2 separate regions of the Sus scrofa genome follow, and region 1 is linked to region 2. The links are chromatin contacts, called in public HiChIP or PLAC-seq maps. All regions are on one chromosome and are shown on one strand. Each heading gives the region's core, a stretch centred on a gene start, on an enhancer-like site or on the middle of the called end of the contact. The rest is flanking DNA. Distances are from core to core; before and after follow the strand shown.

The links. HiChIP or PLAC-seq counts read pairs in DNA pulled down with a chosen protein or histone mark.
Region 1: a contact with region 2 is called in an H3K27ac HiChIP or PLAC-seq map of alveolar macrophages. The contact joins two enhancer-like sites.

The regions. Positions count from the first base shown.
Region 1 is chr8:28,957,473-28,961,882 of Sscrofa11.1, forward strand. All of the region lies in intron 3 of NWD2 (NACHT and WD repeat domain-containing protein 2), which reads left to right. Among named protein-coding and RNA genes, the nearest start is that of C8H4orf19, 53 kb to the right of the region's middle. Within about 2 kb of position 2,274, at least 5 of the 83 cell types and tissues checked have an H3K27ac peak or open chromatin away from gene starts, as enhancers often do. A contact at or near this core is called in alveolar macrophages, where this site is marked.
Region 2 is chr8:27,912,481-27,917,025 of Sscrofa11.1, forward strand. ARAP2 (arf-GAP with Rho-GAP domain, ANK repeat and PH domain-containing protein 2) reads right to left here. Exons shown (of 33, transcript XM_003128906.4): 7 at 1,022-1,091. Among named protein-coding and RNA genes, the nearest start is that of ARAP2, 46 kb to the right of the region's middle. Within about 2 kb of position 2,386, at least 9 of the 83 cell types and tissues checked have an H3K27ac peak or open chromatin away from gene starts, as enhancers often do. A contact at or near this core is called in alveolar macrophages, where this site is marked.

The DNA of each region.
Region 1 (4,410 bases), core at 1,024-3,523, 1.0 Mb after region 2:
TCTTCAGTCTTCTGTCACGTAGACTGGAGGTGGGTGACAGGGATGAGGGTCACAGGAACAAGGTGACCGCCTTTTGATCAGTCAGCCCACAGGTAGGTCTAGCAACTCCTCTTTACAGTGTTGCAATAGACTATTGCTTGGGTTCCAGTGAAAATTCTTGAGATTTCAGGAAAAGTCCTGACAACTAATTTTATGTGATAGCTAATTTTATGTGTCAACTTGACTAGATTACAGTACCCAGACATTTGGCCAAACACCAATCAAAATGTCACCATGAGGGTATTTTTAGATGAGATTAACTTTTAAATCAGCAGGCTGAGTCAAGCAGATTACCCTCATCATGGGGTGGGCTTCAACCAGCTGAAGGCTTTCAAAGAAAACCTAGCCCTCCAAGGGAGGAGGAGTTCTGCCTGCAAACGCCTTCAGACTCAAACTGTAATGGCAACGCTTTCCTGGGTCTCCAGCCTACTAGCCTACCCTGCAAATTCCAACTTGCCAGCCCCCACAATCATGTAAGTCAATTCCTAAAAATAGAGGCAGACACACACACCCTGTTGTTCTCGAAGTTTCTTTGGAGAACCCCAACTAAGACAGGCCTATTTAACATTTTACATTAGTTCTACGAAGACTCTTAACTTGTTTTGCTCACTCTGGACACCATGATCTCATCTCCAGTTGTCCATGGGGTCTAGCCTCTCTAAACATCTGTTCACCAGGGCTTAGAACAGTTCTTCGATTCAGAACTTTACAAAGAAATCATTACTGAGAAATGCATACATATGATGAAATGAGAACAGTTTATAATTGGCTGGCATACAAGTTTTATACAGTCATATACACTATCCATCTGACTGAGACATTTGTTTTCAAATTGTTTTCCCAAATATATGAATTATAATCTGTCCTGCTCAGAGTTCCCATTGTGGCTCAGCAGAAATGAACCCAACTGGTATCCATGAGGATGTGGGTTCGATCCCTGGCCCCGCTCAGTGCATTAGGGATCTGGCGTTGCCAGGAACTGTGGCGTACGTGGCAGATGTGGCTTGGATCCAGCATTGCTGTGGTGTAGGCCAGCTGCTGCAGCTCTGATCTGACCACTAGCCTAGGAACTTCATCTGCCGCAGATGTGGCCCTAAAAAAAAAAAAAAAAAAAAAAAAAAAAAAACTATCCCGCTCAACTCCAGATTTCCTGTGTCACCCACGCTCTGTCTACTGTGACCATATTGTTTTTGCCATCAAGTAGCCCAGGCTGGAGTGAGAGCCATTTCAGAACCTTTATTTCTAATTCATTAACATTCTCAGGTTCACGTCACACTTGCTTAAAGTTCACTTAAGTACAGAGTATTTTCATTAGATGCATTCAAGGTAATTGTATTTCTCCGGTGCCCTTTGCCAAATGCTTGCCCCTAGCAACCTGTTTCCTTGGGAACAGAGCCTCCCTCTCTCTGCGGTGTTGCATCTTTCTGCTGCTCTCTGTCTGCTGCCCCTGGGTTCTACATTGGCTACTTCCTGGCCATAAAAGTTTCTCATCATGAAAGCTCATTTGGTGAAAGTGTATCTTTCAAATTCCATCCAGATTAACACCAGAGCAGCCATTGCTGGCCAGAAATGTGAACCTGTGATAGAAATGGTACCATTTAACTTCACGACTGAGTGGGTCTCACCACCCCCTTCCCACTGTTTCTAATTGACATAGCCAACATTTACTCTGTATTTCCTGTGGTCCAGGCACTGTTCAGAGCACTTTATTCAAAGCACTAATGAGCCCTCCTAAAAATCTTTGGAACTTGCTAGTGTATTAAGGCCATTTTACAGAGGAAAGACCAGAGGCTCATGAGATGAATAGATCTAGGATCCCATAGCCTATAGGGCAGGAACAGGCTTCAAAGCCCATCTTTACTACATGCTATGCCTCCCAAAGGAAGAATATCCTTCCTGCCTGAGGGTCAACCTTATCTTTATAAACAGAGCCTTTTATAGGTTTTACAGGGATTTATTTGTGGCTAAATAGGATTATATTTTTTAATTCATTCTATGTAACAATGTCTACACCAAAAGAGACTTTGACAAGAATTTATATTACAAGAAGGAGTGTTTTAAATTAAACCAAAAAAAGTTACTGGCTAAGAAATAAGGGGTTGAGGAGAGACAACTGCATCAGAAAAGCATTTCAAAGGGAACTGCCTGACTCGAACAGAAGACTTAGCTCTGGGGTTCCTGGCTGCCATGACCAAAAGAGGAACATAGTAAATTTCACATCTTTCATCATGTGATAAAGAGGAAATCAAGACAAGTCATGGAGAAAATTGTACAGCCCTGAATTGTGAAAGGAATCCATCCCGTGTCTATCTTCTTTAATGACAGCTTGTGTCTTCAACTGCATTTAAGACAAGGCAGATGGCCACAGAGGAAGGTCAATACGACATTTGTGCCTTTGTAATTTTCCCACCCATCTCCCTCAAGAAAAGTTGAGATAAGAGTTTTTTTTCACAAGACGACCCATCACATCTTTCATTAAATGGAACTTGCTTGTTTTAGCCTCTCTGGCTGTCCTCTGGCTCTGGGAATGAACACAGCAGGAAAAGACCTGAATTCAGCCCACATGAATCCTTATGCCAGATTCTTGTTCACTGATTTTTTTTTTTTTAATTCAAAAGTCTTCATTAACAAAAATGCTTTTAAATCTTTTTTTTTTTTTCCTTCTTCTTCTTTCAAATGTACTTATTTTATGAGCTCTAAGTCTTAAAGTTAATACTTCTGACCTAACATGATGAAAGATTTCTGTTTTGGATCACTCATTTGAAGAGTCCATCATTTAACTTTGGTGGCTAATTAGTTCCCTTATTTATCTTTACAATTGATAAGAGCAACTTACGGCAAGACAAATCCTTGCCCGTTAAGATCAATTCTTAATTCTTCAGAATTTCTCCAGTTCTGCCTAATGCTGACAGGAAGTGAATTTCTGACCCAGTCCTTCATGTTGGTAAGGTAGATAGCTTCTTCATCCTCTATCTCCAGAATAAATTCAGTCCCTTTTATCATTTCAGTAAAGTCTAGTTTCCATGCTTCCCCCCACCCCCAGGATTGTAACTTTACTTCTCCTTCAAGTGTGGTCTCCTACCAGCAGCAACTGGGAGCTGCTTTGAAATACAAATTGGCCTCATTCCAGACCTAGAGAAGCAGAAACTCCAGGGTGAGGCTCAGCATTATTGTTTGAACAAATAGATTCGGATGCATGCTTCAATTCAGCACCACTGCACCAGACTTTCCTTTCTCAAGCTTTTTTCTGCCTCCCATGTTTTCTTTTTTAATCGCCTTAGTGTATAGTTGACTTACACGTTGTGTTAAGTTTCAGGTGAACAGTTAACGTAATCAGTTATTCATATACACGTCTATTTTTCAGATTTTTTTTCCCGTATAGGTTATTACAGAGTAGTGAATGATTTCGCTGTTCTCCTGTGTTTTCTAAATCAGTAAGGAGCAGGAAACTGGAGCTAAGCCACATTGTAGACTGCAGCCCCATCTCAAAACTTGGGAGCTTCGACAACCTTGAAAGTCAATTCTATCTAAGCAGATCCATACTGGTAAACTGCTTCTTTGAAAATCCCTTCTCATTAATTTGGTTTTCCCTGGTTTTCCCTCCACTCTAAGATTCCTGGTGTTAGTCTCCAAATGTTCTGATCTGCCCTATATACCTTGAGTAATGAAGAAGTAATGAGCTAACAGCTCAGTTTCCCCTGGCAATCCTTTCAGTGGAAAAATAAAGAGAAACGACCTTCCCAAATTGTGTTTGGGGCCATCAGGCTTGCTGTTCAGCACATACTTTTCCATTTGCCTCTGGCCATTAACCAAACTGCAGTGGAAAGGAGTTACTCAGCCTTAGTCAGAAAATTGGAGTGATGGCTTGTATTTCCCTCTCATGAGACAGAACTCGTCATCATCAATGCACTTAGAAGGGCCATTTTCAAAATAAAAATAGTCCAGAGCCCTGCCAAGGTTTAGAAAGCTGACTAAAAATTGAGACTTCATTTCAACTTGGTGACTAACTGCCTTGTGTGCCACTTTTGACAAGTGGCTGACAAATGGGCATTTTATGGAAGCCGTGATGGACTATTTTGCTTTAATGTGACTAAAGTGCATTATAAACAAAATGCAAACTGCATAGGTTTTAATCTCAGAGAATTTGCGTTTCCTAAAATGAGGCTTGGAAAAGCCAGATAACCTTTCCCTAAAGAACAATGTTTACATATATTTTTTGCTCTGGTTCCTACAGTTACGCTTACAGGTGAACTTAAAGAGGATTAAGTTTGCAAGAAGAAACATTAGAGATTCAGTCATCTGTGCTAGCAGCACGTGATGTTGTGTAGTTATTTTGCACAAGGCACCGATATTTTCCAAGCAGAGCAAATG
Region 2 (4,545 bases), core at 1,136-3,635:
GTGTTAAATCAATATATTAAAAGAACATATATAGTTAAGATTGTAAAATTATATGATTTTAACAAAAAATGGAGTATATACATTAGTTCCAATTTTTTACGTAAGGAAATTTTCAAACACATAGAAGTCGAAAGATCAGTACAACAAAACACTCATATCCTCTATCTCAATTTGACAATTGTTAACACTGTCATTTTTTGTTTTATCTAACTATGCATGTGTGCAAAGATACATATATGTGTATATGTAAATATAAAAATATATAGGTAGGAAACATTTGAAAGACATTTGTGGATATAATGACACTTCACTCCTAAGTATTTCAGCCTACATCTCTTAAGTATAAAGGCATTCACACACCTAATGAGAAGGACATGAGCAAAAGAGTATCATGTTATTAAGACCCCACTAATAACCTAAAGAGGAATTTTAACCATCTGTACATCAAGATGTTCAGTGAGCTCTAACACCAAACACATTCTTCTCAACGTCATCTCCCACTAATGCCCTTCACCCACACCATTTTGCAATGAGAGAATCTGGGCATCTCGTTCTCTCTGCTGTCAAATCCTGTTCTTTCTAGTTTCTCTATGTACAAACATTCTTCTTTCTTCAAAATCCATGGCAATTAGAAATCTCATGCAAGATGCATTCCTTGGTTCTTCCGCACCTCTTCTGGAGGACAAAATAACCTCTCCTTGCTTTAACATGTCCTGCTTAACAGTTTCAGTGCTGTCTAGGATAAAGACAATTCCTTATGTAGCTATCACTTACAGCAATTCCTACAGTTTGTAGGATATATTCCAAAAATTATTGTCAGGAACATAAGCTTTTAAAATTCCCAATTTTATGTGGCAGGGAAAAGGTAGACTATGAAAAGAGTTAAATGTCGTATCTTATGCAAATTCTTTTCATGTTGATACTTCAACTCCTAGTCTTAAAGACCAAATCACATACTTAGTTTATGGAAGTACACTGAGCATGCATAGGGCAATTTTGGAAAACTGTAAAACATCCTTACCTTATCATTATTGTAGTAAGAAATGCTAACACCGTCAAATTTCACCCATCTCTTCTGAAACATGCGTTTTCTGTAAAATATATGAAATTGTCATTTTACATTTAAGAACCATGACCTTGGGTTTTAAATACATTTGTGATATAACCATATTGAGTACATTACCATTTGCTGTTAAACAGCAAAGAAAACAATAGGCCATGATAATGTCCAATTTTGGCAATGGTATGAAGGGAAGAAAATAAGCACAATGACTCTTTCTAATCAGTTTACCCAGGTATGTTAAAAAAAAAAAAAAAGTTCCCGTCGTGGCTCAGTGGTTAATGAATCCGACTAGGAAACAAGAGGTTGTGGGTTCGATCCCTGGCCTCGCTCAGTGGGTTAAGGATCTGGCGTTGCCGTCAGCTGTGGTGTAGGTCGCAGACATGGCTCGGATCCCGCGATGCTGTGGCTCTGGTGTTGCTGTGGCTCTGGCGTACGCTGGCAGCTACAGTTCCGATTAGACCCCTAGTCTGGGAACCTTCATATGCCATGGGTGTAGCCCTAAAAAAGACCAAAAAAAAAAAAAAATGATACTGCTAACAGTATCATCATCCACATGTGTAAGATTGAGTGGAATACAAATGTGGCCAGAAAACACTATCATTGCACCCACAGCCCTTAATGGAGATAATTCCTTAGTGAAGGTAATATAAACTCTTAACCTTCATTAATCTTATAACATTTTATCTTATTATTTAAATTTTTGCTTTGGAGTATGAATAATATTTTGCTGAAATAATAAAGATTTGTCAACTGGATTTACATAGATATATTATTTAATTCTGATCAAAAAAGCTGAAAAAGCCCTGTCTAAATATAGAGAATCATTTGCAATCATCCAAAATTCACTGAAACATTAACATTTTGCAAAAAAAATGATTATATGCAAGGCAAATGAAGTTTAAAATGGTTACTGACATGAGAAAAAAACAAAATAATGTCATCATATGTGCCCTATGTAGGCATAAAGGAGAAAAACCACCTTTCTGACTATACAAAGGGAAAGTGAAGACCCATTTCTATTAGGCTTGTTTTGTGTTGCTTTGTTTAGGTCCCCTTCCCTGAAGTCAGGCAATCCTGAAGGTCTTGAATATCTTATTCTCTACATGACTCTCAGTGTGAACTGATACAATCTAGATACTTTTAGCCTTTAACACAGATAATATATGAAAACTAACTTTCTGTTTCAAAAAACAGTCATTTCTAAACAAACGGGTAAGTAATCATGTCTACCTTTTCCTTCTGCAGTTTTCTAACATGTTTAAGATAAGGAAATGGTTTAACTTTTTGAGGTTTGCAAAAGCTTTAAAGATAGAAAAAGCACTTCAGGAAGTGTGGAGAACTTGTCTCACCGGCCGTTTCCTGAGCCTCACGCCCCTATTACTCTAGTGAAATACGCAAGCCGCCCACACTGATCATTAGCCAGTTTATTCTACTTAAAATGAAATTAGAGCAAAGCTGATCAAAGTTTCAAAATTCATTAGTGTGGACACCATTTTCACATATAAGCACTGAATTTTTTTCATGAAGTAATAAGAACATGTCCACAGGGAGTCTGGGTTTAAAAGATGCAAACTATTGCATTTAGTGTGGATAAGCAATGAGATCCTGCTGTATGGCACAGGGAACTTTAGTCACTTGTGATGGAACATGATGGAGGATAATGTGTGTGTGTGTGTGTGTGTGTGTGAGAGAGAGTGACTGGGTCACTTTGCTGTACTGTAGAAACTGACAGAACACTATAAACCAACTATAATGGAAAAAATAAAAATCATTAATTAAAAAAAAAAAAACATGTGAAGACCTTGAAACTATGTAACCACAATTAACTCCCCAGCCCTCCTTCCATCTTATCCCCGCAGCCTTCTGCTTCTTTTATTACCTTCTTCTGGTCTGTAATGTGTTTTCTTAACCTTGTTGGTTTTTACTTTCTTCACCAACCCAAACTGAAGGGCTCTTCAAGTTGCCAGCATTAAAAGTTACAAGGTAAAGAAATACTAAGCACATGCACAATAATTCTACATTCAACAAAATCACTTAGAGCTCATTTCATGTAGATCTCTGTCGCACTTAAAAGCAGGCAAATAGCCTTCTTCCCACACAATCTCAACAGTAACTCTATGAATTGAGATTGCATTTAGGGCCCCCACCGACCTTGCATGGTGAACAGTGGTAAGCTAGAGCCCAGAAATACATATAATCTTCCATGTTAGAATAAAAATACTCAACATCTATAAGAGATAAAGGCCTTAGGACTGCCTATTACTCATCTGTTTCCTTTGCTAACTATACCTTATCTTAGAGTTCTACCTAAACCCATACTGACATTTCTTCCCAGATGAGCCAATCCAAAGCAAATCACAAAGTTATTCTCTCTCAAAGCACCCTCTTCTTTTCCTCATAGCACTTAACACAATCCCTAATTACACATATCTGTTTAGTTGCTTAGTGTCTGTCTCCCACATCAGCCCTCATGCTTTACAAGGACAAAGTTCAAGGATGTTTTATCCTCTATTATATGATCAGCAACAACTAACACAGATCAAATATGGCACTTTCTAGAAAAGAATCTGTTCAATGAGAGAGGGGATTAAGCACATGTCCCCTTAGCATTAAGAGCAAGATGACAGACAAATAAAACCTCAAATAACCAGCACTCAAATAATGAGCATCTTGTAAAAGAAAAGATGGGCAGAAGACAGGAAAACTTCTAAAAACTCAAGAGTTAAATTCAAAGTTTCAGTTCCCATTGTGATTTAGTGGGTTAAGAACCGGACATGGTCTCTGTGAGGATGCAGGTTCGATTCTTGGCCTTGCTCGGCAGGTTAAGGATCTGGCATTGCTGCAAGCTGTGGCACAGGTAGCATTTGCAGCTTGGATCCCGCGTTATGGGCAGGCTGTGGGTAGGCTGGTAGCTGTAGCTCCAACTCGACCCGCAGCCTGGGAACTTCCATATGCCACAGGTGTGACCATGAAGAAAAAAAATCCAAAGTTTAAAATCCCAAATGATGGAGTGAAAAAAAGTTTAGAATATACTGCAACATGTCTTTTGTTTAGTTGAGGCCACTTGGATTCAAAAAGCTTTCTTAGAATTCCATCACCATCTGGATAGACAGTTTGAGATCCGAGGCATCATCCAGGAATTTAACATTCGTGTCACAGAAAAATGCCATCTTCTCCACTTGGAATGCGCCCTGCCTGCTCTTGATGTGGCTGGCTCCCACATCAAGCTTTTGAGGTTTTAATCAAAACCTCAACTACATTAATAAAATTAGAGGAAACAAACACCAATTTAACCACTTCACCCTTAAGTTCATTTTTTGCTTTTTTTTCAAACATTCAGGATCAGATCTTTTTATGACAATAAAAACTTTGTAAAATACCTTGTTATTAGGGGAAAAGTAGACACTACAGAAAACTTGAAACATTCGCCACATAATTTTAAAATACATTTCAGAGTTAAACATTTTTAAATATATTAAGAT